Linked DNA regions of Zea mays: region 1 is linked to region 2. A link is a contact called in public Hi-C data. All regions are on one chromosome and are shown on one strand. Each heading gives the region's core, a stretch centred on a gene start, on an enhancer-like site or on the middle of the called end of the contact. The rest is flanking DNA. Distances are from core to core; before and after follow the strand shown. Region 1 holds the start of LOC100284076. Region 2 holds the start of LOC100285106 (galactosylgalactosylxylosylprotein 3-beta-glucuronosyltransferase 1).

Region 1 (5,616 bases), core at 2,238-4,737, 500 kb before region 2:
AAGTTTATAGAGAAGAGTATTAACATCTACCATATCAAAGAGGTAAATTAAGAAAATATATTCATAATGTATCTAATGATTCTAATTTTGTGTCATAAATATTGTTCTGTGTAAACTCGTTCAAACTTATGACAGTACTTAGGAGTTAGGACAACTCAAACTCCCTTATATTCAGGAGGGAGAGAGTATGTTGTCTGCACAGAGAATTTAAACAAGGGAAAGTGACATATAAACCAACCTAAGACAATGAAGTGCTGACTTTTCCAACTAGACGGTCAATGAATTTTTGCAATATCAAATACATCGGCAGTGCAAAGACACAACCAGTCAATTGCAAAGTTGCAACGGTTTCCATGTACTGCAAGCCCTAAGGCCAAGTAATGTACTAGGCATGCTAGCAGGTTCTGGGAGTTTGTTCTTCGATAGGAGTACATAAACACTTAAACAGTGTACCATGTAAACTATGAACTATCAGAAAATATTACCAGGTAGTTGAAGAGCAAGGCATATCAAAACACAGGTACCAGTTAGAACTCACAAATCTTGCAATTTTATTCATTTTGTGTATCTTAAGTTATGCTTTCAAAAATCTTTTGTCATGTGCCACCTAATTGCACCAGAACACATCACTTTCAGAACCAATTCATAAGTAGAGCTAATACAAGAAGATTCAGGAGAACTCTGGAATCCTATTGAACCTCACCTCAGTTTTCCCATGTATGAATTGCTCCCTTGTGATAAGTCCTCTGCATCAAGAGATATAATGTACTCAGTATGGGGACCACGCCTTAATCTTCTAGCAGCCATGAGAAACTTCCCTTTATACACAGGTGCTATCAGATGCCCAAGAAAAGAGAAAGAAAAAGGTCTTAGTCATAGTATATCTGATGGTGAAGAGGCTGAAGAAAAAAATACATCTGATGTAAAAAGAAGTTACAAAGGGACATCTATGTAGACATAAAAGTACAAATCCACACCCAGCTTGGAATGTGTAGCTGTGCACTTCAAAAGAATTCTACATAAAAAACATGTAGCATTTGATGGAATATGCACACAAGCATAAATTATACAAAAATATGATCATTATGTGTATTATGAGACTTCTTTTAGCCTAAACTTAGGTGTAAATGCACCTCAGTTCACAAGATACAGTCAGAAAATCTAAGATAATAACAGGGAGTCTCGTAAGAAAACAATTAGCCAGGTCATCCCTGAGCTCTTGAGGGTAAGAGCTTGTAAGAGATAATGTGAAGAACTGTCACTACCCATGATTACATGTATGTCACAGGACTACAAGGGCTACAAGTAACTATCCTAGTATTGTGTTCAAGTAAACTGCTTGTTCTGTTTCATTATTCAATCTACCATGTTTCCCCATGATCACAAATGAGCTAAACCCAAATGCATCCTATTGTCCAGCAAATTTAATCTATCATGTTGGTCCAATAAATATCCTGATGACAGGAAGCAATTAGGTAGGGAAGTGAAATTGCCAGAGTTACATAAGAAAGAATATATCATGCATTATTTAACAATGAAAAAAGGTGCTAGATTCTCTTAAAGTGGATTTCAAATGAACGTGCACATCATATCTTGTACTTACAACTTGTGAAGCCAAGGTAGAGGTAGAATGTAGAGTTCTTATTCCGCATGATAAAGCATTGCATTGGGTTCTCCCTAGGCCCTGGCTGTGTTTTGAGAAATGGTGTAAGATTTAGGAACACAGATGTCAAATAAGAAACACTATGACACTGAATTTGCAAAGAAACTTCTCAAACTATGTCCTAAATATCTGAATGGCTGATCGTATAAAAAATACTGATGTCGCCATATAACGCAAACCATGCAATCGACCTGCCTGGTTATTTATCTCATTAGAATCTTAAATAACCAAAGTAACTGAAGCTAACAAAAATATGCAAACGAGCACTACCACAAGCCCCCAGAAAATGCTAACCCCCGCATTTCCATCTGCTAGGTTAATTTGTAGCAAAAACTAGACACTTCTGGATTCTGATTGTGGAATATTTTTGTAAACCCATGGCCAGTATCAAACGTCACCCAATGCATTAGATAAACTAATGAACCAGATTGATTCACCTCCAAAAGCAAATTCTGAGACAGATTGTTGTGCCCAAAGTACGTCAGATTTGGACCTTTATGACGGACATCCAGTGACCTGTTTTCTTTTCCATATTGCTACTGCAATGATACCTGTACACCAGATTCAATGGGCCAAATGAAGCACCCCGCCTGCCGCCTTCCTGTCATCTGCGTGTCATGGTGTCGCACACCATGAGCACCAAGCCGTACGACTCCTTTCGCTTCTCCCATAGTTTTCCTCCTGGCTCTAGCACCCCCACTGTGCCTGCCTCCTCTGTCTCTAGCGGCTCCTGCCACTGCATCTGTCATCACTGCTAGTCCCTCGCTAACTAGAATGAAACATACCTCCCCCATCATCAATTCCCACCACCACAATGAGCGGTGCCATTGTCAAGAACAAATTCCTCCCCACCAAAACCCCCAGCCCCTAACCCTAAACTCCTCCGCAGTTCATGGACTTCATGAGTTTTCCTGAGAATGAGATCAGCTCGAATTATTTTGCATAATCGTGAGGTCAGTAATTTGATCGATCTTGCATTCTAGAACTGTTAACAGATATGTAGCAATTATCGTATATAAAACAATACAAATCTATTAACCCCACCAGTGCTCCAATTTCTCGAACTCGCAAGAGTAAGCGACCACATGGTTTCATGGCCAGAACTGACGGTCCAAAAGCATGCAGAGGCGAGATTCGCCCTCAATTTTTACAGGACTACCTATTCCGATGCGTGGATATCATCATCCATCACGGAGGCTTCGCCAATAAGGACCAAAGTCGCATATCGCGTCTCTCCTCAAAGACGACATGGATATACACAGACCAACGCCGCCGCACACGCTGAATCGGCAGGTAAGTGCCTAAGACACTCTACTGACCATGTGCGAGCGAACAGCTGAAACCGAAGCTTTCGTCATCACCTGCTTGAGCGAGGAGGGGAAGGTGATCTTGGCGGACTCCGCCGGAGGACGCACAACGGAGACTGCGGCCTTCCGCCACCAGCGGCACACGCAGGCGAAAGAGACGATGTCCTTCCGCGCCGGCCACTGCTCGGCGCCGGAGGCCTCGACGCGCAGCAACACGTCGGAGAGCAACTCTGGTAGCAGCGTCGCCCACCTCTCCTCCTGATCCTCCGCCTCCGTGTCCGGATCCGCCTCTACCACCTCGTCCATCTCGCCGCGCTCCGATGGCGGCGCCGCGGGCGCAGTATGCCGAGGCATCTCCCCACTACAGTCGCGGCCCTCCCCTTCTTTTCTTTTCTTTTCTTTCTCTCTCTCCCTCTCTTTGCTCGCTTGTGCAAAACCGCGTTCAGCCGAAGAGAGAAAGAAACGCTCGACCACCCTCGATCTACTTGTATGGACCGTAGAATTGTAGCTGACGAGTACCTACTCAGCTAGTCCGTCGTATTTTTTTTATAAAAACGGCTTGTCGTGTACGGTATACTCATATTGTTTAACTAGGTGTGTGGCCGTGCGTTGCAACGAGAATACGCTGGTGGGCATCGACACATATCTAATCGGATCTTATGGGCCTGTTTGGTTCAGTTTTTTTCTGACCAGCTTTTCCAAGAATCTAGTTGTGTGGAGAATCTGGCTGTGGTGAGAATCTGAGTATCATTAGGATTACGTGTGCGGAGGAAGATAAAGTTGATCATGGGTCAGGATCTATAAAATGATGGATTACTATTATTGTGATGATTCAACCGATTATATGTTTATGTTGATTTTGAATGATTTTTACCCAAACGAATTTTATAGAAGTTGACTGAAAAGCTGAGTGTTTGGCAGTCCGCAGCAGTTTTTTGTGGCCAAAAGCTACGAAAAGTCGAAACAAACAGGGGCTATATTTCCTTGGGGGTCTAGAGAAAGTTTACTCGAAAACCAAATATGTTAAGACCTGAGCATGTGTTACCCTTATGCCCCATCAGCACACTGTCCCGCGCTTGTATGAGTCTTGTTAATTTACATGTCTCGTGCATAGTCTCTCATGTCTCGGTAGCAGTATCAGATTCCTTCAACCGTGGTCAAACCAACTGAAAGATTACAGAACAGTGGGAAAACGAACTCACTATAAGTCGAGACCTTTTTGTTTTACACTTCTCCTTTACATAAGCAACATATATATTTTCTTATCATCAGTTGCTCTTACCACAGCATGCTATCCAGAGTTCCAGACAACAACTCCAACAGAAATTTCAAATCCAAGAACAACAACCAGTGTAATGAGATATCTGTAATGAGATATCTACTCTTGTAAAACTGACAATATAAACTATTAAGGACAAATATTCAAGACCTCCTCCTTTAATTCTCAAGAAATTAATAGATAAGTAGTCCAGATGCGCTGCCATCTCACGAACAACGTCGTCGCCCCACACAACTGCTCGCCCACAAACCTGGTCGTGAATCTGATGTCAAATGGTTTTGCTTCACACTTGATCCGCAAACTGTCTCAACTGAACCATAAAACCCTCCCTTAACCACGGGAAATGATGTGTTTTACCTGCTTGTAACCTTGCCCAACGAACCGGGCTCGCCACGAGACAGCTGATGGAGTAGATGTAGAATTCTCACTACTACTGACAATAACAACATCGCCTCCATCTGAAGGAGTGTCAACTGCGAGGATCTCATCAGAAGCAGCTGCAGAGTTCCCCAGAAGAGGAGCACCTTGAATGTACCTGCGGTACGATCAATAAATGGTATGATGCATGAACCGTGAAGGTATGTGGTCACAAAAAACGAGGACATGCTGGAACCTGCACCTATCTCATCTGTTAAAACATTAAAAAAATAAGAAAACCCTTAAATCCTAGCCTGAAGAAAGGTACCTTCCAGCAATGCACACTTATCTTAATTCTGGTGTATAAACTGCTGGAGCACAATTCTCCTCGACGTAGTTCAGTAGTTCCTTGTAGTGTTGAAGGAAACATGATCTGAAAGCACCTTCAAATCAATAAGCATTTCACAAAAAAGAGTGCTTGCAAGAAATGAGAGTTCGCAAGCGCCACAAACATAGTATTGAAATAATAGTATTGAAATATTACTGTTCAAATCAGTGATGTTGCTGATAATGCATTTAGTGGGGGCATATTTTCTGGTATAGGCTTTTCAGTTACTCTGAGCCAGCTGTATGTTCAGAACAACAACTTCATCGTGTGCTGAGGGTGGCGAAGCAACAACAGAAATTACTGACTGCCGAGGCTCTGCTACTCGCTTCAAAAACCTTGCCACAACGATTATGTGCAGTTACCACTCCCTTAGCACCTGCTCCCCTCCTTCACTCCCTTTCCTATCTCTTACCACTGTCCATTGTAATCCTATAGTTCACACTTCACAGGATGTCTGTAGACTGCATAGTTCAGTGAAGTGTGAACTATAGGCGCCTGGTTGGTCCTATAGCACGACCAGCTGGTCGCCCGACTTGTAATCACTTCTATCAATGCTGACGCATTCGAGAAATGTATCAATGCTTAAAGGCAAACAAAAGGTTGGATGGGCATCGCGGATACA
Region 2 (6,052 bases), core at 1,945-4,444:
CTAGTGAATCTTCGTACTGCAGTTCTATCCAACCGGAAGACATTGGATTAACTTAAAGCATGCTCTGCTGGATTAAATTTATTCAGCCAGATATATTACCATTAAGATCAAACATCAACCCAGTAGATTTGTCTCTATTAGGAAACCAAAGTTCCACACCTATGTGAAAACATATAATCGCCTTCTTTGTTTTCTACTTTTCTTTTGAACAAAAATAGTGATAAAAATACTAACCTGCAAGCCACCTCTGCCACCTGAATGGAGTATAATAGACTCTAAAGTGGGGCTGTTCCACCTCTGGGGATCCCAAAGTATAGTGCTGTTAAAAGCAAAACCAGAGAAACCAATTGGAAACCGACGAGGTACACCCCCTCTCTTGTTTGTATGCCATCCAGTGACTTGATTACCCCTACAGACAGGCCCTTCCAAAACCACCTTGTACCTGGCTCCAACATGTGTCGCTACTGGCCACGTACCAAAGCGCCTGCAGGACATCAGAAAATCATGAGGAACATTCTCAACTGTCACTTTGAGACGAGAGGTGCTCATAGAAGATTGTATCGGTGAATATTACTGTGCTACAAATAACATACATTATGTAAAAATTGAAGAAAGTACTACAGGAGCACTATAGTGACTAAATCCTAGGTTGTTCCCGGATGTGAAAAGCAGCCAGCTATATACAGATTAGAGAGATCATAATCTCCTTGTCGTGTCAGGAATCTCAAGGAAATATTATTGCTCTGTAATCTAATGCGGGAGTTATTGCATACCTATTATAATTCAGTAATAACAATTGGACCTGGACATGCTGGTATGAACTGCAGCGGGAGAGATTTCACTATGAATCGCAACCAGGGCTAAGGATCTTGGGAGTTGAATAGCTGAATAATGTTGCTAACATGGTAATAGTTGTCGACTGTTTCTTGCTTTTGTTTGTGGCATGAGTCAACCGATATCTTGTGGAGGGGTGTGGTGACTTTTATTCCTTCTTTAATGAAATGGCATGCATCTTGCGTTCGAGGAAAGAAAAAATTAGACCAGGAAGTTCCACTACATTGTCTTCGCATCCACACCAGAAGGTGGTTAGTTAAATGGGTGGTTAGCTAAATGACTAAAAAGCGATACGCTTAGTAGGATATCCTTTAAAGGCATCTAAAGTAATCATCAAGGAAGCTTTTGTTTAGTGGAGGAGAGAAATGAGAAAAGCTCTGCTTCCTATTAAAATTTTGAAAATAAAATATGTTTTAGTATGGTGGACCATTCTACAGCTCTAGAAAGCACAGGAGCACACATAAAAATGAAATTATAGCTACTAGAAAAGAAGACTGAAAGTGGGGGAAAGGGAAAAAGGAAGAATTGGATTCTTGCATCAAGCTCCACCTAAAATGCATATCTGCATTCAACCAAATAGATTGTGAACCTTTAGTTTCTAGAAAAGTATCGTCTTACCAGAGTTGATTGTATCATTTACAACACCACTACGTATTAGAAGATTTTAGAAACAAAACAATATTTAATAATAACTAGCAATCACAGGCATACAGTGTCAGTATGGAACAACAGTTAGAGATTTTACAACATTGACAAGCAAAGTACATGGCAAAAGGTAGAACAATCAAGTAAACGATAGGTCAAAAGTATTTTGATGATTAAAAGTACATCAGTAAACTGTATATAAAAAGGCTATGTTAGGAATAGGATCTTCCACCATTTCAAAATTTGTCCATGAACAAATTTGAGATAAGCAGAACTACTATAAATTCCAGTACTGCGAAGAAAGTGTCAGCACAGAAAGGTCACCTGATTTTTCGCATGTCTTCAAATAAATCAACTGAGTACACTCGCTCCTCATCAGCAAAATGTACTATACCATCTAAACGGTGCTTCTTGATATGAAAAATTGCATTGTTCTTTTGGCAGACAATAATCTTCCTTATATTTGTACTGTTCCGATTGCAGATAAGATGTCTGTACATAACCCCAGAAGACCTCAGGATCTCCGCTGCTTCACGGGACTGATATGGCCATTCCGCCACAATCCACAGAAGAGGAGGTGGTACATTTTTTAAAACATGAGCCAGGCGGTTCAAGTAATAAGCTTGGTGTGGTCGAACAGAAGTTGTTGTCACAATTATCAGCTGCTTCTTTGCAACAATGTCAGAATCATTAACAGAAGGTTGGACATGTGACGCTTCAATGAAGTCCGCCTCATCATCCAGCATCGCAGGAACTGGAGGACTCTCATCAACCTGTTGTTCTTGGGCGGCTTCAGTCTCTGCCGCAGCCACAATCGGCTCCAACCTTGTACTTTTAAGTTCCAGCATCTGTCTGTTAACCACATCCCCGTCAAACGGAAGCGTCTCGTTTTCAGAATCTATGTTACTGGATAAATCGAGAGAGAAGAGTGGTGTGAATCCAATGAAAACTCCTACTAAGAAGCACACAAGCAGGTGGAACATGGGCCTCTTCCAGTTCATCCCCTTGTACTTTGGCCTCTCCAAGGACCGAGCGTGCCTGTGCGATGACAAGGCTGCCCACAGAGACTTGAGGCTGCTCGACGTCAGGACAGGGTCCAGAGAAGCCACCGACGTCAACAGCCCTCTCATGGCGACGTAGGACTGCGAGTACGCCAGCTTGGGAGACGGCGAAGGGTCGAATTCCGACCAGTCCTTAACCGACCCCGCGGAACCCTCCCGCTGCATTGCGCCGGCATTTCTTCGGGCCATTGCAGGAGCTCAGCACCGTCGTCGAGCATGTGCAGCACTGGAGTCCAGCGGCGCACCTAACGCGGGACCAAAATTAAAGAAAATTAACATCTATTAGCACTCCGCCAATCATCACACTAGTCCACAGCAAACTGGACCGATTGGTATCGGTCACTGAAGGAGAATTTCGAATTATGCAGAGGGAAATGAACTATCGATTCAAGCGGGGCTTCCTTACCGCAAAAAGGAGAAGCAAACAATCCCAAGCGGGTCGGATCTTTACTCCGCTGCCGCCCAGGGGATACGATGCCGGAAGGGCGAGAGATGCGAGGGCGTCTGATCCGGATGGCAGCGCACCCGGCCGGCGCGGAGTGGATTGGAGCTACAATCCCGACACAGGAAGGCAATTACCTGTGGTTCTTTCCCTTTTCTTGTGTCGACCTCGGAATTTGTCTCGGGAGGTAGGAGTTGGTGAGGGTAGACAGCGAAAGAGAGGAGATGGAGAGGAGGTCAGGAGGATATGGCTGCGCAGTCGCCGTCAGGAAGGTGAGGGAGACGAGAGCCCCCGTTGCATTTAAGCCCCTGAGATCGCGGCATTTTAAGACTCATCATCATTGGTAGCCATAGCTATGCAGCCATTGCCTGTGCTTGTGGCCTTGTGGGCTGTGCCGCATTCAACACGGTATGGCAAAGAAGAATACTTTTTAATTCATTGATGATTTCTTACAGATACAACGTTTTGAAATTAAATATTAAATTCCTTTTTTTAAACACAGAACCTTATATTTGTGTCCCTACACCGACACGGTGTTTTAGATAATAGAGCATATAAAATCAAAGAGGGTAGAGTTTATTATTATGTATCATACTAATAAATAAGGTTGTATCCGGCGAATCGTACATAATTATGCAAAACACTGTTTTGCGTATTTATAAAATAAAGTTTGAAATGTAAAATAGAATATGAGACAGGATAGGTAATATGATAGATACAACCTAACAGAATTGGGATAGAAACCTTAACGAGACGTTCACTAGCATTATATTTATTCGTTTCTTTAAAATATATCTATGAAGTCTTAGGACTAGTTTGGGAACCTCAATTTTCCATGAGATTTCTATTTTTTTGGGAAAATGAACTAATTTCCTTTGTGAAAATAGAAATCCCTTGGGAAATTAGGGTTCCCAAACTAGCCTTTAAAGTGTAATATAAAATAGTTTTCTTTCTGGAAGAAATCACGAGCCTATAGCTATATCACTACGTCTACAACATGTATATGAAGCTTTAGATTATACAAGATATAAAATCATCACCGTAGATAGAGCTTTTATATTCTCTCTTGATGTTAGAGGTAACTGAAAAAATAAACTATTGTTATAAATATTATAACGGTCAATAATAGAATTAGGACACCAACCATCATTAACATTATGTATATAATAGAAATAGAGTATGACTATGATTGTATCCTTCTAGATTCATAGCTGACGAAATAGATGGTAGACATTATAACTGACAAAACAAATGGTTAAGAAACTTTCCCTAACTGTGATCAAGCTAGGGCATGATGTGTAAACTATAAGGAAAAATATTGCCATCATGCCTAATAACTAAACGCATTTCATGACGGAATAGTGAAGCTTAGTATAAGTAATGAACCAAGGAAAAATGTTTATATATAACAAAACAAATATTTGAGTTCTAGCAAAATCATTGACTAGATGAACAAGAAACACTACTACATAAAAAAATTTAGGGTTTGTTTGGGAGCAAGTGGAATAAAAGGGATTGAGGAGGCTATAATCCCTCACTATTTAAAATTGAATAGTGAGGGATTCTAGCCCCTTCAATCCCCTCCATTATCCTTACTTCCAAACCAGCCCTTACGAGGCACTAGCTAGAAAAAGGTGGTGACGCACACAATGGATTGCCACCTCCGCCAATCCCTAGCACCACCCCTTGTTAAGTGGTCACCTTTGTTAATTATTAAAGGAGGTGACCAACTTAGGGCCTGTTTGTCAACACGGTTTTTAAAAACCACGGTTTACAATTGCTATAACATCAAAAGTAGTATTTACATAAACCAAAGTTTGTTTGGTTATAGTTTAAATTGAAATTGTCAAGGATAATGCATCACCTTCTTCGCTCACTAACCCGCTTTTTGGTAGCATATGAGAGCATCTTAATATATGGTCAAAAGAAATTCAACACCTTATTGTCAAAACCCCGGTATATCACATTGTATAATATGGAAAACAACCTGGACAATCTGATTTCACTGAAGCAGCAGACCACTGCTCTTAAAAAGCTCAAATGTCAAAGGAATAATACTTCATTCGTTCTTTTTTATTTGTCGCCGTTTAATTTAAAAATAAATTAGCGGGCGACAAATATTCAACAACAGAGTTAGTCTTTTATTATTTTTATTTCTGAACCATTGAAGCTGGCACCACCGGACGAGTGGCACGACGAGCCCAACACCAGTACCGCCTCCACGAGCGAGTAGAAGAGAGTGCGCTGCCCTGGTCATAGCCGGAGTACGGCAAGACAAACTTTAGATCTGAGTGGAGTATCAAATACCACAAAAATACTACAGTATTGACTAAACTATGGTATTGAAACCATAGTTTTTCTATGACCAATAAAACAACATTTGGGCTAGAATATTATTGTCTCAAAACTCTAAAAATACCACGTTAGCATGTTTTCGATAATATAATGGAGGTGATTGATTTAATTATTTCACCTGCTTTAATTACTTAACCGAGGTGTGCATCTTCCGGTAATAGATCATTAATCGAGGCGAATGGTTTAAGACGCCTGCCTCTATTAGAGCGTGTACAATACAACATATATACTAGATTGTGGTTCTTCAAGTACTAGATATAGTTAAGAAAACCGTTCATACAACCCAGTATATGTAAACCTTGTATCTTATTCACTAGAACCCCTTAAGATACAACTTATTTATGTGGGTTGTATGACTGGAACCGTATCTAGATTTAGATAATCGTGTTAGAGACGTTCCTTCGTCAAGATACGTCTCTTGTGAATTTTTACATTTAACTCCTTAGATACCACTTAAGATACCAGTTATTTTTGTGGGTTGCATATGTCTTTAAAGAAGTCATCAACTGAAGCGGATGGCTTAAGGCGTCTGTCTCTGTTAAAAGATTAACAGAGGCAGTCGGACTACAACAATTGCCTCTATTGTTGGGAAATTAACAAAGGCGGACATCTTTGCGTGCCTTCATCAAGTGATTAACCGAGGTAAACCCTTAAGATGCTAACTTTCATTATTATGTGGATATCAATACAACCTCTCATTCACTCTCTTCTTTCT

What was found. A called contact is a pair of places that touch in the nucleus more often than the background predicts.
Region 1: a contact with region 2 is called in a Hi-C map of ear, with 1.9 times the contacts expected there. The contact joins the promoter of LOC100284076 here to the promoter of LOC100285106 in region 2. A contact is called at or near these places in 2 of 25 Hi-C or Micro-C datasets (ear and tassel).

The regions. Positions count from the first base shown.
Region 1 is chr3:215,224,141-215,229,756 of Zm-B73-REFERENCE-NAM-5.0, reverse strand. LOC100284076 reads right to left here and starts at 3,487. Exons shown (of 4, transcript NM_001156974.1): 1 at 3,025-3,487; 2 at 1,604-1,688; 3 at 704-833. The coding sequence starts at 3,324.
Region 2 is chr3:214,722,031-214,728,082 of Zm-B73-REFERENCE-NAM-5.0, reverse strand. LOC100285106 (galactosylgalactosylxylosylprotein 3-beta-glucuronosyltransferase 1) reads right to left here and starts at 3,194. Exons shown (of 4, transcript NM_001158001.1): 1 at 2,947-3,194; 2 at 1,804-2,785; 3 at 235-484. The coding sequence starts at 2,729.